Regions from separate parts of the Mus musculus genome. Here regions 2, 3 and 4 are each linked to region 1. Evidence: chromatin contacts called from public HiCAR-type, HiChIP or PLAC-seq and promoter capture Hi-C data. All regions are on one chromosome and are shown on one strand. Each heading gives the region's core, a stretch centred on a gene start, on an enhancer-like site or on the middle of the called end of the contact. The rest is flanking DNA. Distances are from core to core; before and after follow the strand shown. Region 1 holds the start of Snrpb (small nuclear ribonucleoprotein B). Region 2 overlaps Sirpa (signal-regulatory protein alpha). Region 3 holds the start of Slc4a11 (solute carrier family 4, sodium bicarbonate transporter-like, member 11). Region 4 overlaps Sirpa (signal-regulatory protein alpha).

Region 1 (3,456 bases), core at 538-3,037:
GGCAATAAAATAACTTAAAAATATATACAGTACTCTCTTATCCAAGTTTCAGGTACCTTTGGTCTATCAGTTTGAAAATACTAAATGAAAATTCCAGAAATAAGCAACTAATGTTCTGTGTCATGCACTGTTTTGAGTAGCAGGAAGAATGCTATGTCTTGGCCTTAACCAGAGATCAGCCCTTGGGGAAGGTGTCCATGCAGGTGTCCACGCTGTGTGTGCTACCCACTCAGTACTCATAGGATCTCACTGCACTGGCGGGCCTACACTGCAGCACTGGTGTTCAGGTAGTTCCTGTTATCTTTTTGTTTTCGTTTCGTTTTGTTTTTGTTTTTCAAGATAGGTTTTCTCTGTGTAGCTCTGGCTGTCCTGGAACTAGCTCTGTAGAGCAGGCTGGCCTCGAACTCACAGTGATCAGCCTGTCTCTGCCTCCTGAGTGCTGGTGTTAAAGGCCACCACTGCCTGACTAAATCCCGTTTTTGTTTTTGTTGTTTTGTTTTTTCAATAATTTTCTTTTATTCACTTTATATCTGGATCATAGCCCTTGCTCCCTCTTCTATTCCCAAATCCCGCCCTTACAAATCCCCCCCCCCGCCCCCACCATTGCCTCCATCCCATACCACTGTTGGTCCCAAGGGGGATTCCAATCTCATTCAGATGGGAAACTAAATAGTCATTGGAGGTGGATGGACAGAGGGAACTGGGTAGGGGAGGAAGGGGTGAGGAAGGGAATGGGTGGGGGTGGGGGTGTGATGTGGTGGGGAGGAGTTGGGGTTTTTCTCTGGTGGCTAGCTGGAGCCTGGGGCTGGGGAGGATACCTATGGAGGTGACTCTAGCTGAGATTCCTACCAGAGGGGGATATAGAGACTGAAGTAGCCACCTCCTGTAGCCAGGCCGGACTCCGAGAGGCGGGAAGGGGACATCAATCCAAACTTCGACCCAAAATTTGTCTTGCTTAAATCCCGGTTTTTAAAGTCAATTCAAGGGTGCCAAAATACACTTGCGTTAAGTGAAAAGGATATGCATATCGTAAGCGTGCTTATGTAGAAAAAAAATTAGCATATTGTGACTTGGGGAGTTACTCCGAGTCTGGGAAGGCATGCCCTTCCAATAATAAGGGGACTACGGTTTAGTATGTCAGATAGCAATCAATATTTGAAAACAAGCAAAAAGGAAGCGCGAAGAGCCTGAGAAAGTTGCATTTTTTTTTTTTTTTCCTAGAAAGAATGGTCAGGAAAGTCCTCACCAGGACTGTCATTTCTGTTTAAATCCTGGAGGTAAGGGCATGAGGGTGTGCATATACCTGCGAGTCTAGCGCTCCTGGTGAGACAAAAGCAAATGCAAAGAGGGAAGAACATAGAGAGAAGCTAGAGAAGTGGCTTCCTAGAGTGAGTTCACAAGAGCGCTGGGTGAGAACTGGATGGGAGTGGGGTCTGGGACATCGGCGTGTAAACCAAGCACTCCAGCGGAGACTTTAGCTGGGGAGGTGTCTGTCCTCCAAGGATGTTTGCCGCCCAAGTATGGTGTACGCCAGCATCTGGTACTAAGAACGCGGTGGGTAGGAGGATCCGAAGCTCAAGACCCAGTGAGACCCGGTCTAAAGCAAAACAAAACGAGGAGGAAAACTCCAATAAAATCAACAAAGGGGGGGAAAAATCCACCCAAAACAAAACAAAACAAAACAAAACCACCACACAATCCGTCAGCTGATGCTAATGCTCCGCCCCCTAATTGCGTTCCAGAGACCGGAACTCCAGGTCCGAGGCCGGACCGGAAGTAGCTTCACTAGCGGCGGCATTTTGCAGGCAGCATTTCCGTTAGCGGCGGCGGCGGGAATCCAGCGGCTGGCTGGCTGGCGACTAGGCCTCTGTGGCAGAGAATCCGGCGGGAATCTGAGCCATCCGAGCCGCCACCATGGTGAGAAGGCGCGGGCTGGCTGTAGGGCGCTCGGGGGTGCGGAACGGGGCGGTAGCTGGCGGCGTCCGTGGGCTGGAGCCGAGCCGAGCCGCCCGTGGCGGAGGAGGTCGGGGTGGAAGCCGCTTCATCCCAGCGCCAAAGGCCTGGACTTGCCGTGAGGCTGCGACCGGGTAGAGGGGAAGGCCGACCGGGGTACAGAGGCCGATGCGCGGCCGTCAAACGTCGTGTCCCGGAGCCACGGCGGTTTCGGCCCCGCGGCCTCCGTAGCTTTAAACTTGGGCGTCAGTGTGTGCCCGGGCTTTTGGAGCTGGCGCAGGCCTCGGGCCGACCGGGCAGCGCCGGGCGAGGCGGAGGAGTAGCGGAGGTCACGGCCCGAAACCGGAGTCGAGCAGCGGAGGGAGCGGGAGGCTGGAGGAGAGGGTTTGCCAGCAGAGCGCGCGCGACCTTGCTTCTCGTATTTTGATGTTGGGCTGTGTCGGGCGCCGGGGCTGCACCCTAAAGTAAGTTCTGTCTTCACTTGGGCCAGTTTCTGGCCAGGCAGTCCTAATATAGCTACAATATAACTAATATCGCAGTGGTAGCTCAGCGTTAGGCAAAAGTAACGGCAGTGGGAGGAACGAGAACGTTTTCTCCAGGAGGTGACTCCCAAATGATTGTTTCGGGGCACCCGGCTCCCCCATGGGAGGGAGGGTTAGCAATCTGGAAAACTGAGAGAGCAAAGCAGTCGATGGCACGAACTTTCCAGGAGTCTGGTTGCTGAAGGCCCAGTCTTGCTTTATCCTGTTGGTAGTGAACGATCGCTGCAAGATTTTTCCCAGGCTTAATGAACTTAAGTTCTTAAAGGTCAGCCAGGGAAAGTGGTCTTTGCTTGAAATCTCAGTTTGTTATAATTTCTGTACTCAAAATCCTAATTTTATTTAGTTTTGGCTACAGACCACATGTAATAAATACCTCGAATCTCTCCAAAAGATTACTCTAGTTGCGTGGCTGAAGAAACCCGAGGTGCTCAAACAGGATATTGCTTTTCTTTTTTCTTTTTTTCCAAGAGTTGACTGAGGCAAGTCCTTACATAATCTTCAGCCGGAGTAGCCTATTTTACCAGTAAAAATGAATGACACTGGGTCCAATTTTGAGGATCAAATGAAATACACAATCCCTTTCAAGGGCCTGGATATACAGGGAGTATCCAATAAGGTATATTAGCTGTTACTAGGCAAAGGGACCGATGTATGCTGATCCCCGTGAACAGTTATGTAAGGGGATTAAGCAGAAAACACAATCTGGATCTTTAGGTTAGGATGGGGTAATGCTTACGGGAGTGAACAGCACTTGCAGTTCCTGGCAGAGATGATACTTGGGTGGTTGGGGGTGGCATAACGCCAGTTAGATGCGGGTGGGGGGGCATGTTTCTGAGAGAGACAGGTACTTCTGTTTACCTTGGGATGTGTAGAGGCTCCCCCTTTATTTTTGCAAAGCTATATTGGAAGCCAGGATAGAAACTGTTGTTGCCTTAATTAAAAATTAAGGATAACAAGTTAT
Region 2 (3,696 bases), core at 346-2,845, 580 kb after region 1:
CGTGCAAACACTTCGCATTCACTCAGGCATTATTGGAGCAGTGGAAACCTCAGGGGGGGTCACATCCGAGGAAAGGGACCATCTGATCCCACTGTAAGGCCATCTGAGAGCTAAAAGCACAGTCCTGAAAGACTGCAGAATCACAACAGAACTATGCTGCCCATCAGGGATAACAAGTGACACTTGGTTGGATCTCGAACCTTGAGGTTCAAGGGGAGTAGGTTATTAAAAACTTAAGGTTCCTTGTGAGTGATGATTTCTGTGGGGTTCCCTTCCGGTTTGTACTGCCTATTTGTTGCTCCTGTGTGAAATGAGAGTCTAAGAAGCCAGTATTTTCTGTGTGACTGTGGCTCTGTGAAGGGTAACTGTTAAGTGTACCACTGTCTTAGACTACGGATCTAACAACTGGTAAAGCTGCCTTTTCTTTTTTAATTTCTACCTTGGATAAATTTCAGGTTTTCTAGGTTGGGTGATGTGGGAGGGCCTAACTCTGAAAGAGTACTGCCCAGCAGATGTGAGACCAAGTTCTGGTGCCACAAGTCCAAAAGAATACACACAGTATCTCCTTCTGTTTAAAGAAAACTATACACGTAACATGCATGTTCCATACATGTCTACTTTTTGAATGAACTTCTCCTAGACGGTTCGGCTCATTATCACTGTGACTAGAGCTCCTGATAACTTCACTTCTGACAGAGCAGATGCTCAACACACATCCGCTGGTGGACCCAGTTGCATGTCTAGAGGAACCTGCCTGGATTGGTAAGATCGGCATCTCTGTGAGCCAGGGCTCCAAGTGCAGCCAGAGTGAGGCTGGGTGAGCTGGAAAGCCACTCGCTTATCACTTTCTAGTAAGTACTACGTTGAACACAGTAGCCTTTCTTTTTGTAACTAACGTGTGATGCTTTAGGGAAAGATGCAAATGAGGAGAACATGAGTGTGTTTCTAGGGAGGGGTAACTACCCTATGTGTTTGTTGCTGTGGAAGGCAGTGATGAATCATGGGATCCCCATGGACCGAGGGCTACGTGGCTGTGTCTCTGGCACACTAGTTATGAAGTCAGACTGTGAAGGAGTCACGTGACGGCATTCAGCAGGAACGAAGGATAAAACAGCTCTCTAGCTGGCTACTCTGATTACAAGTTCTGCCCCACCCACTTCCAGTGACCCCTGACCTGTCAACTGGAATCTTTTATTTTCTTCTACTGGCCAAAGTGTCAAAGGCTTAACCAGTGTGCTAAATGCTACCAACCTATACAGTAAGGTGGGCTGAGACCTGCTTAGAAAACATATTTCATTTTTTAAAACAGCAATATTCGGATGAGGCCTTGAAGATGAAGAAAAAAGAAAACAATCTTATAAGAAGGGAAAGAAAAAGAGACTGTGCTCTTTCTAATGAGAAAACCAACTCAATTCAGAAATGAAGCTGAGGAGGAAGGCGGGGCCTAGTGACCCAGGATGTGAGATCTCCCAAAGCCTCATCCCTGGAAGAAACCATAGCAACAGTCAGAGCTCCTCATCCCAAGAACCCCAATAACCCTCACCCTCAGCACAGCAGCAGGCCACCCCTCCCTAGCCACCACCACAGCATCAGGCTACCCCCTCCCTAGCCACCACCACAGCATCAGGCCACCCCTCCCTAGCCACCACCACAGCAGCAGCAGCAGGCCACCCCCTCCCTAGCCACTACCACAGCACTAGGCTACCCCCTTCCTAACCCCTACCACAGCAGCAGGCCACCCCTCCATTGGGTCACTATGTCACCTGTGCTTCCTCGCCTGCCCTCTAGCACTTTGCAGCAGTTCACTGTCACTGTCAACTTGACTAGATTTAGAACCAACTGGAAGAGCTGGGAGACAGACCTTCAGGTGTGCGTATGAGGACATTTCCAGACATGAATCACCAAGGAGCAAGCCCATGGATGCGGGTAGCACTACCCTCCGGGCTAGGAACTCTAAAGGAAAAGGGGTGGTGGACAGAACCAGTCAAGAGCAGCGTTCCTTTGTTTTCCGTCTATCAACGGCACTTCCTTGGTCATACATACCCACTGCCATGGTGCTCTGCCCAAGTGCACGGGGCCGAGTGACCATGGACCCAGTCTCTGACACCACTAGCTGAAACAATTTTTCCTCCTTCTATGTTGCTCTCAGATATTCTACAATGCAAACTTAATCAACATATTTTTCACTAATACTATTGCCCATACCTTCTGCTGCGACTTGGTAGCAGGGTAGAAAAGCCCCTGGTGCCAGCAATGGCATACGAAGGGTTGGGGGTGTGCTAGAGCGCTTCACAGCATGCTTACGGCCCCAAATTAGTGCTTAGCACCACACATGTGTGTGCACACGCAACACACACACACACAGAGAAACAAGATTTCACATCATATCACAGCAAGCATGATAAGTATACATAGAAGAGTACATATATACATTGAGGGCAGATACACGTATACATACGTAAGTGTGCAGAGCACAAACATCCACTCATATACTGGGTGTGTACATAGGGTTCTGGGTAGGAACGCAGCAGGCTGCCATGTGTAAAATTTGATGTATGTGTGTAGAGACATATTAGTGGACACCACAGTGTGTTCAAATGGGAACAGGTAGAGAGCAAACAAAACATGGTGATGTGAACCACAGGAAGAGATTGTCTGAACTGTGGGTAGTCTGCGGAGGGATGTCTGAGGGTGAAAGTGTGAACAGTGGGAGGGCGTCTACAAAAAGCCTATGTGTATCGTGTGTGCACAGGCTGTGTGCGCATGTGCATGTGTGTGTGCAGATGGGCATGTGCGCAGGTAGGGGTGTGTGTGTGTGTGTACTGCACATGTGCAGGGAGGCACCTAGGGGTCGCTGTTTATGAACATACTATGTACCCATGTACTCATGTTTACCAGTGTAGCAAGTTGGGATCATGCCTAGCTCGGATGAAGCTGTGAAATGAGATTCTTCACAGAGGGGAATGGGGGAGGGAAACAGGAGGGGTTCTGTCGTGAGCAATAGCAACTCCCAGTGGGTAACATCTGCACAGTGCTCAGCCTAAGTGTCTGCCCTGGGCAGGAGGTACTAATCATCTGAGAGTATTTGTGCTCTGTGGCCCTCAGGGACAGGAGGTCGTTGGTGTTGGATTCTAGAGGGGGTTGCCCCAGCATACAGTTGTGTGGACTCCAAAGTTGGGAGCTTAGGGCTCTGGCAGCTGTCTGTGGCTGATCAGTGGTTTTCCTCCCAGTGATTCATCTATTCCCGCTTACAAAGCTTCCTCTACTGGCAGGGCCTGTCCTAGATGCCACAGGGAAATGAGGAAGATGGGCCTATCCTTCAATAGCTTACTCTGGAGGTCTCCTGGACACAAGCAATGACTATACATCAGTAAGAGATGTCATGAAATGATGCTTGGGGGGGGGGGTCTTAGAAAGGGCTGAATCCAGGAAGACCTCCTAGAGGTGGCAGCCTCTGACCCAGGTTGACGGAGGTGAGGTAACAGGAGGCTATCCAGGAGAAGCCACATGGGTAAAGATGCGGAGGAGAGGCAAGGGCCTTTCCATCTGGGACCAGAGCAGAGTCTTTGGGACCCCAGCAAACTGGGACAGGGTTGACCTGGAGCTGGGTCAACCCAGAATCCTGGAGGATGGCTTCCTGTACACAACTGGGGTACAGACCACCACTGGACGCTCTGCTGACACCACTGGACAGAC
Region 3 (3,511 bases), core at 462-2,961, 520 kb before region 1:
TAGAACTTGCTCTGTAGATCTGGCTGGCCTCAAACTTGGAGAGATCTGCCTGCTTCTGCCCCCAGAGTGCTGGGATTAAAAGCATGTGCTGCCACATCTGCCTTGTTTTATTTCATTTTTTTAATGAGATACTAAACGGTTGCTTCTCACCCCAGATTCTAAAAGAAAGACATGGCAAGGGGTAGGCAGAGCTTAAAGGTACATGGAAAGTCATTAGACACTACCTGGAAGGGGAGGGGAGGTATGTGCATAGGTGGGGTCCCTAGCCTGCCTGCTCATGTCATCACCCAATGTAGCAAAGGCAGGAGAAGGGCTTCAGTGTCGGTTTGCCCTTTCAGCCTCTGGCCTGCACAGCACAGGGCGGGTGGGAAAACGAAGGAAACCATTCCTTAAACACTGCCAAAAGGGCTGAAGGGGGAAAGGTCACACTTCGGTCCTCTGAGACAGTGGTGCAGGAGTCTACAGACTGGGGTGGGGGTGGGAGTGGGTACTCCTGGCTCCTTTCTCCTCCTAATAAGGAGAGGTTGGGGAAATTGTTCCTTAAGTCTCCAGAGATTTTCTGGAACTGGAAGGGTTTGGACCAACCAAGTATTGGGGTGCTGCTAGGAAGCTATGCAAAAGACATAACATGAGAGACTGGGGTGGAAGAGGGATCCCGACCCTGAGTCAGCCATTCTGCCAGGCTCTTCAGCTTTCCTGAACCCCCACCCTGCAACACCACCAGCCTGGATAGAGCTAGGAGTCTTTTTTTTGGGGGGAAGGGGAGTGTTCGAGACAGGGTTTCTCTGTGTAGCCCTGGCTGTCCTGGAACTCACTTTGTAGACCAGGCTGGCCTCAAACTCAAAAAATCCATCTGCCTCTGCCTCCCAAGTGTTGGGATTAAAGGCGTGCGCCACAACTGCCGGGTTTAGGGCTAGGATTCTAAGGAGAAGATACTGAGAGGAGTTCCTAAGAGCTAAGTGAACAACATGGCATGTAGCCTCCTCCCAGGGCCTGCTTACCCCAACAAAGGCAGCGTGCGGCTATCCCTGAGTCATCACGGTTCTTAGAGATGGGAGGGATCCTGGAATAACGAGCGCGCGCGTCTGTGTGTGTGTGTGTGTGTGTGTGTGTGTGTGTGTGTGTAGGGGAGACTTCAGGACCCTCCGTACCTTCAATCCGAATGCCAACTTGGCTCACCATGCCTATTTATATGCAAATTCCCGCAACACTCCAAATGCCTTTCCAACTCACCCACCCCCTAACACGCTTGAGCAACAGTGAAAGGAACTGTGTGGAAGCTATCACGGAGTGGGAAGGAGTGGCTGGAGAATAGTACTTTACTTAAGTGTGTGCCCCAGGGACAATAGGAAGCTCAAGGTCTGTAGAATCACTGGGAAGCCACCGAAGGTTGGGTTGGGGTTAAGGAAAGAGGTGCTCAACGCACTTATCAGAACTCACCGCAAGCCGCTCTCCAGAGACCCGGCCACTTCCTAACCTGGGAGAGGGATGCGGAACCGAGAGCGGGCGCCAGCGGGTGAACACGCGGGAGCGTGGGCGGCTTAGGGCGCTAGCCCACGGGCAAGTGCAGAAAGCGGCGTAGGCGGGGGTTGGGGACCGCCCTGGCGGTCGGGGGCGTGGCGAGGGCAAAGGGGCGCGGCAAGGGAGGGTTGGGGGCGATTCGGCAGCCCGAGGGTGTGGCAGTCAGTGGCGTACAGCTAAGGTGGGGGCGGAGTTCCTCCAAGCTTTTAAAACAGGCGCGCCCCTTCCCTCCGGGCTCCAGTGAGTGTCCCTGCACTGCTCTGAAACTTCGTAGTCCCTCCCAGGCCGGCACCCCACGACTCTCAGGCCTGCGCACGCGAGCCGCCGAGGATCCAGAACAGACCTCGCGGGTGAGGGCGCGACTTTGGCTGGAAGCAGCCTCACGCCGCACGGTTAGGAGCGCGGCGCGGCTCGCAGGAGTGTCGCCGGCTCCAGCTGCGAGCCGGCCCAGAACCACGGAGTCCTGATTGAGAAGCCCGGGCCATGGCCACGCCAGGCGTGTATGCCAGCGCCGGCCTCTCAGGCCTGGGTGGGCGAGAGGCTGTGCCGGCTTTGCGCCTCCGGAGGGGTTCGACCAAAAGAGTTCCGAATGTCAGTGCGCGCGCGCGGGGCAAGGGGCGGCCTGGGACACCGTGGGCATCCTGTCCGTGTTTGTTCTGCGTTCGCGGTCTTGACACACACACCCTCAGCAACTGAAGGAAAGATGTAACGTAGCCGGCGGAGGGGAGGGTTGGGAGCTCCGAAATGGGCAGGGTGGCGCTTTGGTGTCCTCAGCACCGGATTGCGTTCCGCCGCCTAGAGTTACGATTCATCAGAGCTGGGTGTATCCGGCCACTCACCTGCACGTGGGTGTGGTCTGTTCCCCTTAGCTACCGCCCCAAGTGCCTCCAAATCCTGCCCATCTACTCACTCTCAGTGGCTGCAAACATGGACTACATCTTTTTCTCGTACAGGCCCATCCTCCCGTGCGTCCTTCTTTGCACAAACATCTCGGATAGTACCTCCAATCTCTGTGTACTGCACACCCACTCTACCCCTTCTTTCCGGCATCGCAGGACACGGTACAACCCTGGGATAGAGGCAGTTGCTGGGTCGGTCCCCTGGGTGACCCCTAGGCCATTGAAGAGATGGGAAGAACTGCGTCTGAGATGGGCATGTGTGGCCCTTGGCAACCAGGGCAGATCTGAGGAGAGGCTCACCCCCACCTCAAAGTGCTGGGCGAGGCTGGGCTGGATCCAGGGAGGAGGCGATTTCCAGTTGTCTTCCTCCAGAACTGGATGGGGCTCAGTCAGAGACGCTTGGATTAATGAGCCGAGTACTGATGATAATTTAGTGATGACATGACCTGAGGAAGTACTCTTCACTTCCCTGGCACGCATAGGAAGTCCATACTAGGCAGACTAAGGGATTTAATACCTTACAGTAAGGATGGTCATCCCAGACACTGCAGGCTCCCCTACATAGTACTTTGACCCCCACCTCTCTCATGCAAGTGGGCTTGCATGTGTTCCTAGGAAGGATGAGGAATCATCAGGCATGGGGTGAACTAAGGCTGTCCAGGGCTGGTCCACAGGATTGGTGACTATTCTTTGGCTTCTTTTGTAGAAAACTGTCCTTGGGCCATGTCACAGAATGAACACTGTCAGGACTCCGGTGAATACTTCTCAGGTGTGTATCTAGAAAATCTGGGGAACTCAGCCTGTGTACCCATCAATGAACCCCAGGCAGAGCCACTTGTCCATAGCCCATTGCTGGGGTGGTTAGCTCCCACCTGTCCGAAGGCCGTGTGGCTTGCTGAGTAGGCAGCTGATGAGACTGGCCAAAGGCAAGCAACCAGGGGTGCGGAGGTCTTGGGAGGGCAGATTAGGCTACCAGTGCCGCTTACAGTTTTCTCCTGTGGCTCAGTATTCCCGGGCCCTTCATATCTGGCCAGCTTAGGCCACATGCTATACTATGCCTTGTCCTGTTGGGCCTCATGTGGTCCTGGAGA
Region 4 (3,621 bases), core at 1,025-3,524, 560 kb after region 1:
CAAGCTGGCACGAAACTATTCAGGACAAAGTCCTTACTACTTTTTCTCTCTGTCAACGTATATGTATCCTTTAAGACTTAACGATGTGTTTCCTCCCTGGAAGGCTTCACCAGCAGTGTTGGGTTGGTGTGGCTGCTTCTCTATGGCAACCTCACATCTTCTTGCATATCTTCCTCTCTGCTTTCTGTTCCTCCTTGCCACAATGCCTTAGCACATAGGCACAGGCACCCAACCTTGAAGCTAGCGCCTGTCAAACAGCCCCAAGGCCTCTGCACAGAGAACTCTCCCTTCAGATCTTTGAAGTCCTATTTTAACACTTTTCTTTGGAGACAGGGTCTCACTTTGTAGCCTGGGTTGGCCTTGAACTCACAGAGATCCACTCGCCTCTGCCTCCCAAGTGCTGGGATTAAAAGCATATACCACGGTGCTCGGCTGAAACCCTATTTTAAACAGCCTTATCTGAACCTTCACAGAACTCCCAAACTCTGTTCTCAGGAGGTCATTCCTGTCTTTCAGAGCAGTATTCCACACCGTAAGCATTTGTCTGTTCTGCTTTAAAATTGGCACCACCATTACTCACGAGGGATCCAGACGAGCGTGGGATACATCCTGGATTCTTCTCTTCCTTATACAAGCACCACAAGGCTAACCGGCCATCTCCAAAAGCTACATCAGACTCTGCTATTTGGTTATCTTATCGTGCTGGTCCCAGGTCCTCAGGCTGTGAAAGGTCTTGGTTTCTCTGCCTCCATTTCTTACATTTATAATGGATAAGTGAAAACCAGGGGTGTTGGCTCATCCCCATAATCCCAATACTCAGGAGGCTGACTCAGGGTTTCAAGTTTAAGGCCTGCCTGGGCTTTGAGACTCCCACTTCAAAACAAAACAACAGGAGAAGGAGGAAGAGAAGAAAAAGAAAAGGGGGAGGAGGAGAGGCACCAGCAGAAGCAGTTATTGCTCTGTACAGAAACCTCACCGTATACAGTGCAGTCCACTTCCACACTTCCACATCCTGTCTGGTGAGGTTCTGCACAGCCCTTCCCTGCCCCCTCTAGGCTTTCTTCCCTGTGCTCCAGCGAATGCAGCCTTACCAATGCTCCTCCCTCAAGCCCTTGGCATTAGCTATTCCTTGTCTAGTGTACTCTGCCCAGTAACCCCACACGGAAGCTCTCATCCACTGCTGCCTGCGTAGGGAGCACTCCCTAATCGCCCCTGGGCTCTGGTCATTTTGTCTTTTTTCCTAGCTCTTGCTCCACATCGATTATTAAGCTTCTAGCTTGCATGGCAAGCTGCCTCCCAAGGGACAACAAAACCCTAGCACCTTGTCCTGGGCTAGCCTATGGCTTACAACTCCCTCCGTAAATACTTGACGAATGAATGGTTGAGTGTTTTCTCACTGGGTTTCCCTAGTGCCACTCAAGTCTGGCTCCGAGCTGAGCTCAATCCAAAACAAATAAACAGCTGGGGTAGTCCTGGTATTCTGAGAATAAATGCAGTGAACTTGTCACAGTTAAACAATAGCCGTCCACATGAACCCCAGTGCCCAATAAAAGAGCAGACAACGCTCTCGTGTGGGCGGGGATAACTGTTCTGTCAGAAGGCTGGGCCCATGGCCAGCCAGCAGCCTGCAGGGTCCTTTGAGTTCAAAGGCACAGGATCCCCATCACCCTCTCTGAGGTGCTAGGCCCGTGTCCTACACCAGCACCAATGTCTTTCAGAAAGTATTTGATCTCATGCTGGGCTAGAGCCACCGCTGCCCAGGAAACCACCATTAAAGCTTGCTCCCCACCATCACTTTGGTCTAGAGACATGAAAGAAGCTAGTGATTTAGCTCCCTGGGTAGACTAACACTGGAATGATATGAAAGGGCAGAAAATGTCCTGCTTCTCTGGAGGAAGGACCAGGTGGCGGGAGGCAGCGGAGCATCAATGGAGAAATGCCGGTGTCGGTACCAGAAATCCTGCACAGACCTGGGCCATCTTAGCACCATACTGATACCTCAGATCCTGGCTGCCCCGACCACAGGAAGGGGAGCTGTGATAATCTCCTGGGGCAGGGGCTCCCAAAGGATGCCATGGAGTCTGGATCGCAGGCTCAGGTTGGGTTTGTGTGTGAACAGCCCCGAGGCTTCAGCTACTCACAAGTCTGGGAAGCCCTTGTCCTTCCAGGATATGAAGATGGTAGGATAGCAAGAGAAACTCACGCTCACCAGTGGGATGACATGAGTAAAGGGGCAGATGGGCGTGGGACACAGTAAGTGCTCACTAAACAGAAGCTGTGACTGCTGCTGTCATCTCATGGTGTCACTGTCTGCCAGAACTGACTATCTAACAAAGTAAGGCAAGTGAGAACAACAGAAAAACCAGACAGCGACCCCTCCCACAGGGAAGGAGTTCCAGGGACTCAGAGCTCGCAGGCGCTGCAGAGCTGAGGGATGTAACCACTCAGTCATTCTTTCATTCGCCTTTATAGAAAATTTACCCCATCCCAGGGATGCCACTCAAAGCACTAGCTGCTGGCTGTGAGCAGGAGGGACACAGTCCCTGTGCTCAAGAGATGTGGTTGAGAAAACACAGACAGGCCCAGAGCTGCTTCAGGCATACCAGGATGTCCGGACAGAGCATCAGAGGCTCACGGGAGGCCTGAGAGTACTGGCATCCCTGAGGAAGATTAGGTGAAAGAAAGATGCCAACTCCAGAGGAGTCGTTTGCAGAACCCACTGTGTCCCCAGAGCCTATACAACCCTGGGATGGCACGTGTGTGGAAGAGGCAATGTGAGTGGGCTAGGAGGAAAGCTGGAGCCCATATGTGGCAGGATGGAGGAAAGGCCTGTTTGAGGTCTCGGGGCTGGCCAGAACTAACAGTGTGTTCACAGGGGATAGGCCCAAGGCCTTTGGACTTGACCTTGAAGGCCCACAGAAAGCAACAGAAGGTCTCTGAGCAGATGAGAGAGACAAGTTTTGCTCCTAGAAAAGACTGGGCCAGGTGAAGGAATGTAGCAAGCAGAGTGAGGGTGAGAGAACAGGATTCCTGGGGGAGTGGGAGCGGGGTGGGGCGGGGGCAAGAGCCGGGGACAGTACAGTGATGTGCGTGTTCAGGGGTGGAGGCTGTGAGGTTGGACAGGGTCGTTCAGGAGGCTGCCAGGGAGACCAAAACAGGAGCCAGGTTCATCCCAAGGGGATTGTGCACTCTCTTGTTGGGCAGACATGGGCAGGTGAAGCTTCCCAGAGCCCCTGAAGGTAGGTGAGATACTCCTGCTATGTGCAACCACAGTTTCTACTACTGATGGTCCTCCAACCAGGACACAGACTCCTCCCTGTCCCCAAACATGAGTTGTCCTTGACACTACAACCAGTTCATCAGCAAGTCATCTTTAAAGTATAGCTAGAGTCTGACCACTTCTTAGCTCACATTCCCCTTGGCTCAAGCCTTCACCATCTGCTTAGAGCAGTCCAGTCATCCCTCACTGGCCCTTCTGGCTCCACCTCATCTGTTGCCCAGCTTCTACACATGGAGAAGGCGATACTTATAAAATAAAAGCTAGATCACATCTTTCCATGGAACCACGCGAGTTCTACAGTCGCAAGCTCTATACCACTGGCTTCTGCTGCTCCAGATCCG

Evidence for each region. Promoter capture Hi-C pulls out the DNA fragments that hold promoters and counts their contacts. HiCAR-type assays count read pairs that join an accessible place to other places. HiChIP or PLAC-seq counts read pairs in DNA pulled down with a chosen protein or histone mark.
Region 2: a contact with region 1 is called in a HiCAR-type map of astrocytes, with 2.2 times the contacts expected there. The contact joins the enhancer-like site here to the promoter of Snrpb in region 1. A contact is called at or near these places in 4 of 39 promoter capture datasets (the 3T3-L1 cell line, embryonic stem cells, hippocampal neurons and 1 more), 2 of 484 Hi-C or Micro-C datasets (hematopoietic stem and progenitor cells and uterus) and 9 of 115 datasets of contacts at active chromatin or transcription factors (astrocytes, bone marrow-derived dendritic cells, embryonic forebrain and 5 more).
Region 3: a contact with region 1 is called in an H3K4me3 HiChIP or PLAC-seq map of embryonic stem cells, with 6 times the contacts expected there. The contact joins the promoter of Slc4a11 here to the promoter of Snrpb in region 1.
Region 4: a promoter capture Hi-C map of hippocampal neurons shows a contact between it and region 1, with 4 times the contacts expected there. The contact joins the enhancer-like site here to the promoter of Snrpb in region 1. A contact is called at or near these places in 6 of 39 promoter capture datasets (the 3T3-L1 cell line, the HPC-7 cell line, embryonic stem cells and 3 more), 6 of 115 datasets of contacts at active chromatin or transcription factors (acute myeloid leukemia, astrocytes, embryonic forebrain and 3 more) and 1 of 9 other capture datasets (embryonic stem cells).

The regions. Positions count from the first base shown.
Region 1 is chr2:130,177,695-130,181,150 of GRCm38.p6, reverse strand. Snrpb (small nuclear ribonucleoprotein B) reads left to right here and starts at 1,787. Exons shown (of 7, transcript NM_009225.2): 1 at 1,787-1,917. The coding sequence starts at 1,915.
Region 2 is chr2:129,601,605-129,605,300 of GRCm38.p6, reverse strand. The region is part of intron 2 of Sirpa (signal-regulatory protein alpha); the gene reads right to left. Among named protein-coding and RNA genes, the nearest start is that of Sirpa, 11 kb to the right of the region's middle. Within about 2 kb of position 1,595, at least 100 of the 459 cell types and tissues checked have an H3K27ac peak or open chromatin away from gene starts, as enhancers often do. A contact at or near this core is called in astrocytes, where this site is marked.
Region 3 is chr2:130,695,719-130,699,229 of GRCm38.p6, reverse strand. Slc4a11 (solute carrier family 4, sodium bicarbonate transporter-like, member 11) reads left to right here and starts at 1,711. Exons shown (of 21, transcript NM_001081162.1): 1 at 1,711-1,871; 2 at 2,475-2,582; 3 at 3,127-3,189. The coding sequence starts at 3,144.
Region 4 is chr2:129,622,639-129,626,259 of GRCm38.p6, reverse strand. All of the region lies in intron 7 of Sirpa (signal-regulatory protein alpha), which reads right to left. Among named protein-coding and RNA genes, the nearest start is that of Sirpa, 32 kb to the right of the region's middle. Within about 2 kb of position 2,274, at least 31 of the 459 cell types and tissues checked have an H3K27ac peak or open chromatin away from gene starts, as enhancers often do. A contact at or near this core is called in hippocampal neurons, where this site is marked.